Regions from separate parts of the Gossypium hirsutum genome. Here region 2 is linked to region 1. Evidence: chromatin contacts called from public Hi-C data. All regions are on one chromosome and are shown on one strand. Each heading gives the region's core, a stretch centred on a gene start, on an enhancer-like site or on the middle of the called end of the contact. The rest is flanking DNA. Distances are from core to core; before and after follow the strand shown.

Region 1 (3,565 bases), core at 759-3,258:
TGCAATCCAATTTAAAGAAAGAACATAAACTAGCTTGAAATCAAACACAAACAAGGAGGACTTGGAACGCAAAAAGACCAGAAAGGCTGGACGTGCGGATCCTTCCCCGGGTCGGGTCACCGCGCGGGTTGCAGGCCTTTAACGACGCCATTTTGAAACCATAGCATTGGCGTCAAACGACGTCGTCTTATGTTGCTTAAAACCAAAAAAAAAACCTAAAGTATCAGCAACCCTCTTTTATTTTGAAAGAAAACCTAAGGCAGAGAGGCCTTCCCCCATGCGCCGCTTCAGCATCAGAGTTCCCAAACATCTGGTTCCAAATGGAACCAACGAAGGATTCGACGGCCAGCTTAACTAGTTAAGGGCTCTCCCTTTTTATTTCAAAAAGATAAAAACGATGAAAACGAATGTAAACTCAGAGAGAAAAAGGAAGAATCAAACAATAATCGGGAAGCTAATCACCTTTTGAACGATTTTTGCTTTGTTAAAATGTTTTTTTTCTTTGTATTGATATCGTGTGTGAAAAAAAGGAAAAAAATGCCCCTTTTACATTGTTTTTCTCCCTTTTTATAGCCGGAGATAAAATAAAAATACAATCATAATAAAAATTCTAATTTATTTTTGCTATTATTTTTTCTCCTATTACCTATTTTTTTACTGATGTCCCCTTTCTACTTTTCTTGCTGCGTGTTTTTGCAGGTGAAACCGTCGTACGGAAGAGGGACATGGCCAGCCTGGAAAAGGCGCGCGTGGACCTGGCGCGGAGGCGCAACACGCGCGGGGATCTGACTCTGCTACGTTGTTTGTCTTTCGTTTGTTGCAGGAATGGTCGTACGATGACGTGGCACGGTACAGCGCGTGGAGGCGTGGGGAGAAGGAGGTGCTCGTGGCTAATGCAGCGCTGGATACTGTTAGGGTTTTCTGTTTCCACATTAGTTGGGCTAGGTTAATTGGGTTTTGGTTTGGACTAGGTTAAGTGGGTATTTGGGATCTGTTTGGGTTATTGGGCTATCTGTAAATGGATATTATTATTTTTGGACTTTATTTATTTTTATTTGGTTTTTTTTTAATTTTTGAACTGTATGTGGGTCGGGAAATTTTGGGCTATTACACCCATCCTAGCGACAAATTAACTCATTCGTCAACACTATTAAAGTTAATCCTAATCTATTAAGTCTAGATCGCAACCTTAATTTTCTCTTTCAAGAAGAATAAAGATTATCAAATTAATACAACTTGGTGGTTGGGCAAGCAGATTAAATAAGCCTTGGAATGAATAAATAATTAACAATGATCAAAATAATCAAAAAGAAAATAATTTAATTAACTAAGAAATATGGTTCATTATTATTCTAAGAAAATAGAGATTAGTTCATATTGAGTTGAAAAAATTACACAAGAAAATATTTAAAACAAACTTGCATCAATAAAAAGTAAAAAGAAACAATCTAGAGAGAAAGTAGTTATAAAATTTATGCCTAAACGCTCTAGATCTCTTTTTCTTCTTGTCTTTGCAAGTTTGAAGTTCTTCTTAATGTGAGAGAGTTGTTCTTTATCCCCAAGTTATTTCCTCCTTGTTTTTTTTTTCTTAAATCTAACCACCCTTATTTTTTGGTTCTTCAATCGCATCGCTCAATCGTATGCAGAAGTTGTAGTGGAACGTCCACTACATTGAATTAAATTTGGTGGAGTGAAAGACTTTTGTTCACCACTTTTGGCTCTTTGCTCCAAGTTTTCTTTTCTTCATCTATGACAAAAAAAAATAGAGAAAAAAAAATAACAAATGAATCCAAAGTAATTATAAAAATGATAAAAACAAGCAAAAATCAAATAAAGTATAAGTAATCTAAAAAACTATAAAATGTAATAAAAAGTAACCTAAATGTTAAAATTAACTCCTAAAATACTAAGAAAATTATACTAAATAACTCTAAATATGAGAGTCATCATACCGCATGCAATGTACATGATATAAGTAGTATTCTCACAAATGAAGAAAAAATAAAAGGGAATGGAAGCCCAGCAGGCTTGGAAAGTTATGGGCTTCAATCCAGAGGGCAATAATGATTAATCATCATTTGGTGTGTGAAATTATTGCCAAAATTAAATTATTTAGCACTTGCTTTCGGAAGACGGAATAATAACCCATCAAATTCGGCATAGTATTAGAAGTTAGCATCAAATTCAGGATTCAGAGCAGATCAGCCATGCAACAAGGAGATTTCAGCTCCTCCTATTATCACCCTTCAAACCCTAACACCTCCAACCCATCCCAATTTCATCAATCACCTTACGCATCAGCACCGCCTTTTTCCCCTTCCGATTACCAAAATCCTGATCCCTCTTATGCTCCTCCGCCGCCAACTACCCTGAATTCGCAACCGTCTTTCAATCAGCATCCGATCGCGCCAAAGTCGGCTCCCGCTGCCCCTTCTTTCCCGCCTTATGATTCACCTGTCTCCCAGCCACCTTATTACCAGCCTTATGATCAGTATCCTAGCTATGTACCTCCTCCACCAGACTCCAACCCCAACCCTATTCCGCCATACTATTCAACCCCATATAATCAAATAGGATCATCACAATCCTCTGTCCCTCCTGCTTATGACAACCCCTACGATAATTCCATGAAATTGGATCAAAGCAGTAGCAGTTATTTCGACGATAAATTCGGAGCACGATATAACCAGAGCAGATACGATATGGGATCCGATCTCTATGGTAAGCGATATGATAGCTATTCACACTTCGGTGATGATGGTGGATACGGTGATGGGGTTTATGCTTATGAAGGAGGAAAGGTGGAGCCTTATGGGGCAAGTGGCACATCCCCAAAATCATCGACTTGGGTCCAATTCGACGATTATGGGCGGGCCATTAATTTCCCTTCTGGGAAGGACTCGTCAGGTTCATCTTCTGGTAAGATTGTGAGGGCGGTGCCTAAGGCGGAGACCCTGGAAGCCGTAAAGAGTCGGGTCCAGAAGTTTCGGGTTAAGTTGTTGAGTGAAGGTGGAGGAGAAGGCCCCGTGGATGTAATTTGCCAGGTAATTCTTAATTAGGTTGGTTGAATTTGATTTAATTTTGTCTGGAAAGATGAAGTTCCTGGCATCAATTTCAGTATGTTGAATTATGTGTGAATTTAAACTGAATGGCTAAAATGATTTGGAGTTTCGTTAGTTCTGTATGGTTAATCAAACATTTTAGTTCATATTGGAAGTCTCTAGTTCTGTATGGTTTATTTATATTGTTGTTCCTATTAATAGCAGATAAATGCGTTCTTATATTCATCCAGTACTTTAGACTCATAATATAGCTTAATCTTTTTGGTGTCAGATTGGTTTAGATGGTATTCGTATGCTTGACCCTAGCACCAGCCGAACTTTGAGAATATATCCCATTGAGAACATCACAAGATGTGAAGTAAGTTACATAGTATATAAGTTTTTAATTTTTTTTTCCTTCCTCAATATGTTTTACTTTGTAATTTTCTCTTTTAATGACGTGGCCATTGGGTATATTTTCTTCTTATGTAGGTGACCGACACATCTACTTTTGCATTCTGGTC
Region 2 (3,953 bases), core at 424-2,923, 140 kb after region 1:
CTTAAATACTCAGGAGGCGTGTATGCAAGATTTGTACTATAACTTTTTCCATCCCTGCTGTTCTTCATCAAACCAAAACATGAAAGTCGAGGATCGCCATTCTGCAAAAACCATTAAAAAGGTTATTAATATGCTCGACAAAACAAATACCAAGAGCTAAAAAAAGAGAGTTTTGTTGCAATACCTCATCAAAGAGAACCCTATATGCATTCAAATCATGGTACAATGGACGACCTTCGCTGCTACAATAATCTAATGCTTCAGCTATGTATAAAGCAACTCTCAACCGCATAGCCCACTCAATAGTCTGGTTCTCCCCTGTCAAGCAAATAAAGAACAGAAATTATTTTCAAGCCAAAAGGTGAAACATTAAAAGGAAGACAATATGGCCACACAATATGATTTTACATTTTTACTTATGTTACTTGAAAAGCATGACTTAAGGTGATAACTTAAAGATATTATCATGCAGGATCTAACTAGTTGAGAGACATTAGTTGGAAACAAGAACTTAACAGAAGACATCAATAAACACCCAACAAGTTAGGTCAGAGGAAGTAATAATTGCACTCAAATTTAATTATATTTAGTTTACTTTTGTTCAGAAAAAAAAAAGTGATAGTAAAAATTGGAACCATACAGTGAAATAAATGCTTTGCAAGGGTATCATTCGGCATGTATTCAGCAACAAGCAATCTCTCGTCGCCATCGCAGCAATACCCAATCAAATTAGCCACTCTCTTATGTCTAAGCTTTCCAACACCGCGAGCTTCATCCTTTAATGATAAACGGAAAAAGAGATTAAAAAGAACAAAAGAAAATCAGAAGAAGGGAAACCCTAAAAATGGAAATGATTCAACGAAAAAAGAAAGCATACGGCGAATTGTTTAGGATCGGGCCAGGCTAATCTAGTGAATTTCTTGATGGCGATCCGACGTCGATTATTGACGTTTTGGAGGCGGCCTTTATAGACCACATTGGGGGCCTTTTCACCGCATTCATAGACGATGAAATCGGAACTGAAGTTGTTGGTGGCAGCCTTGAGCTCAGCAAGGGAGAACTCGGAGAAATCAGGGAAGCCCGCAGCCCCACCGGCAAGGGAATCTTTTCCAGCAATGGAAGGTGAGGAAGGGCCATTATTGGTCTGAGTGAGACGATTGGTGTTGGTGTTGTAGAGGTGGTGGTGGTGATTGGTTTTGTGCAGTGAATCGGGTCTTCTTAGAAAGGTGGATTCGCAGCAGCCCATAACTCGGGGTGAGTTGACTCAGACGACTAATTTATAAATTATAACCATAGAGATCCCTCTTCCTCTTTGATTTATTTAATCATTTAAAAAAAAAGTCATATAGTTTGGAGTTTATTCAATTAATGGAAGAGGGAAGGAATGGAGAAGCTATTTGGGTTTGGGAAGTTTCGAAGGAAGGAAGGAAGGAAAGGTGAGGACGACGTCGTGTGGGCGACTGTGTGTGTGTGTGTGTGAGAGAGAGAGAGTTTACACCATAGGAGTGTGAAAGAAAGAGAGAGAGGCTTCTCTTTCTTTCTTTCGTTGTTTCTCTCTCTCTCTCTCTCTCTCTCTCTCTCTTTTTCCGTTGGCCTCTTTCTGCCCTTTCTGCACTGACAAAACCTTCTGTCCCTTTCTCGACGTTGCTTTCTTTCTTTCTTATATTTTTTGTTCTCGCCTTAATAACAATTGTATGTTACAATAGTATACTAATAGTCTATAGCTATTGAATTGTCCTTTTTACGTCCTTGATTTGATTTGATTCAAGGGTCTTTTTGTCTTCATCTACTTACTCAACTTCTATTTCTGCGTCACTCTTAACTCCATATTTAATCATATTTATTTTTAGATGACTTCTTTAGAATTGCATTTTATTTCTGTATTCTAAATTACCTCATATAAATTTTCTATAAATAATTTTTTAAAAATAATTTTCTATAATTATTTAATACTTATTTAAGAAACCACTACAGAATAAATCTAGATAACTATTTGTCTAGGTTCCTCCTACCTTAAACAACCATTTATTAAGGTTCATTTTCAACATTATTTTTAATAATTTTTATTAATTTTAACAATTTCTTATCATTTTAAATAATTTCCTTTTTTTGTAATTTTTAATAATTATTTGAAATACTATGTCGATATCATGATTATAAAAACTTTATTTTTTAGGATTTTTAAATTTGTTTAAATATTGTCACGTTAGCAGGAGGTACATGTGGCACTTCATGTGTCATTTTCTAGTTGCTCAGCTAGCCATGTCAACGTTTGACAGTAGAAATTGGTAGAATTTTAACAGAAGGACTAGTTTTCTTTTTTATTTAACATACGAGAACTAACTTGTTCATTTTTTAGCAAAGGGAGAAAAATGCAATCTGATTCCTACTATAGGGGCCTCCATGATACTTTTACTACATTGGGTTCTATACTTTTTGTTTCAAATAAAATTTAATTTTACCTTGGATATTATTTTCAACGTCATCGTGTTTAACGGTGAAATTTTAATAGAATGATCAATTTGCACTTTCCTCTAATGTATAGAGGCTAATTTGACCATTTTTTAGTAGAATAGGCAAAATGTAATCTAACTCTTAGTATAGAGGCTTCCATGGTACTTTTACCATTATAATTTTTATCACCCATTATTTTATTCAATGAAAAAATATTTATTTTCTTGAATTATGATATTAATTAAAAATAATTAATTTTGGAAATTTTAAAATTAAAATAATTAATTATTTTAAGTGAAAGATAAATTTTAATGATAATTATTTATTATTATAAATAGTATAAATTTTAATGATAATTATTTATTATTATAAATAGTATCTATACTTATTATAAAATATTTAACTTAGTATTATGGGTTGATTGAACTTTTGTCCTTTCATGCTTTCTTTTAAATGATAACTAGCTTATATTATGATAATAATGCTTTTGTTCTTTTATACTTTTATATAATCCTTTCATACTTTAATATAATTTCTATTTACTCTAATCTAATCTTTAAATAAAAAGATTAAAAAGTACATATCCAAGAATCAAACATGTGTTTAATAAAATTTATTTACAGTCAGGAAATCGATAGTATTTGGACATGCAAGAAAGGATGAAAGTTATGGAGGAGTAACTGCTTTCACAACAGAGAAGATATGAGGAGCAACAAAAGCATACAAGAGCAAATGGATAAACAGAGGCAAGCAGATGAAAGAAACACAAAGAACGAAAGGCTAATAGAAGAATTGAGAGTATGCAAAGTGGTCCATGATCAAGATCCACCACGAAAGGAGGAGGAAACCATTCATTCTTAGCATAGACGTCGGCATGCAAACTAAGGCAATGATGATTTGGTAGATGATATTGATGTTGATAATAGCTATGAAAAAGAAGATAATGATAGTTATAGCTATTATACTAAAATACCTTAGAGCGGAAAATAGAGAAGTTAGAAAAGCATATACGGGATTTCCAGAAGGTTGAAGCCTCATAGCTAGTTAAAAAGTACAAAAATAAGCTTCTACATGAAAAAATATTATGACATTGTCCCCCTACTTTCAAATTCCAAAAGATGATGTATAATGGTCAGTCAAATCCCTAGAATCATTTGGTTCATTATGTAAACCACATGAACATTTTTGGAGCCTTGAATGAGGTTAAACACAAAGCATTCTCTATGACGTTGAAGGATTAAGCACATGTATGATACTTACAACTTCCGCAACATTTTATTTCAAACTTTTAATAGTTGACAGACTTGTTCATGAGTAGGTTCTTAGCGAACAAAATGTTGAAACAGTCACATGTGTACCTTATGTCCATCAAGCAACGTGAGGATGAGCCTTTATGAGACTTTGTAAAAAGATTTTACCTAACAACCATGATAACAAAGGATGTCCTTGAACTGATTATTGTTCAAACCTTTATGTTTGGAACAACACACTAAGTTTTG

Evidence for each region. A called contact is a pair of places that touch in the nucleus more often than the background predicts.
Region 2: a contact with region 1 is called in a Hi-C map of leaf, with 4 times the contacts expected there. The contact joins the promoter of LOC107910692 here to the promoter of LOC107910699 in region 1. A contact is called at or near these places in 8 of 34 Hi-C or Micro-C datasets (anther, callus and leaf).

Annotation. Positions count from the first base shown.
Region 1 is chrD02:23,388,033-23,391,597 of Gossypium_hirsutum_v2.1, forward strand. It overlaps LOC107910699 (protein FREE1), which reads left to right and starts at 2,009. Exons shown (of 10, transcript XM_016838663.2): 1 at 2,009-3,044; 2 at 3,334-3,420; 3 at 3,534-3,565. The coding sequence starts at 2,208.
Region 2 is chrD02:23,525,921-23,529,873 of Gossypium_hirsutum_v2.1, forward strand. It overlaps LOC107910692 (serine/threonine-protein kinase BSK1), which reads right to left and starts at 1,674. Exons shown (of 10, transcript XM_016838651.2): 1 at 878-1,674; 2 at 641-776; 3 at 185-318; 4 at 1-101. The coding sequence starts at 1,246.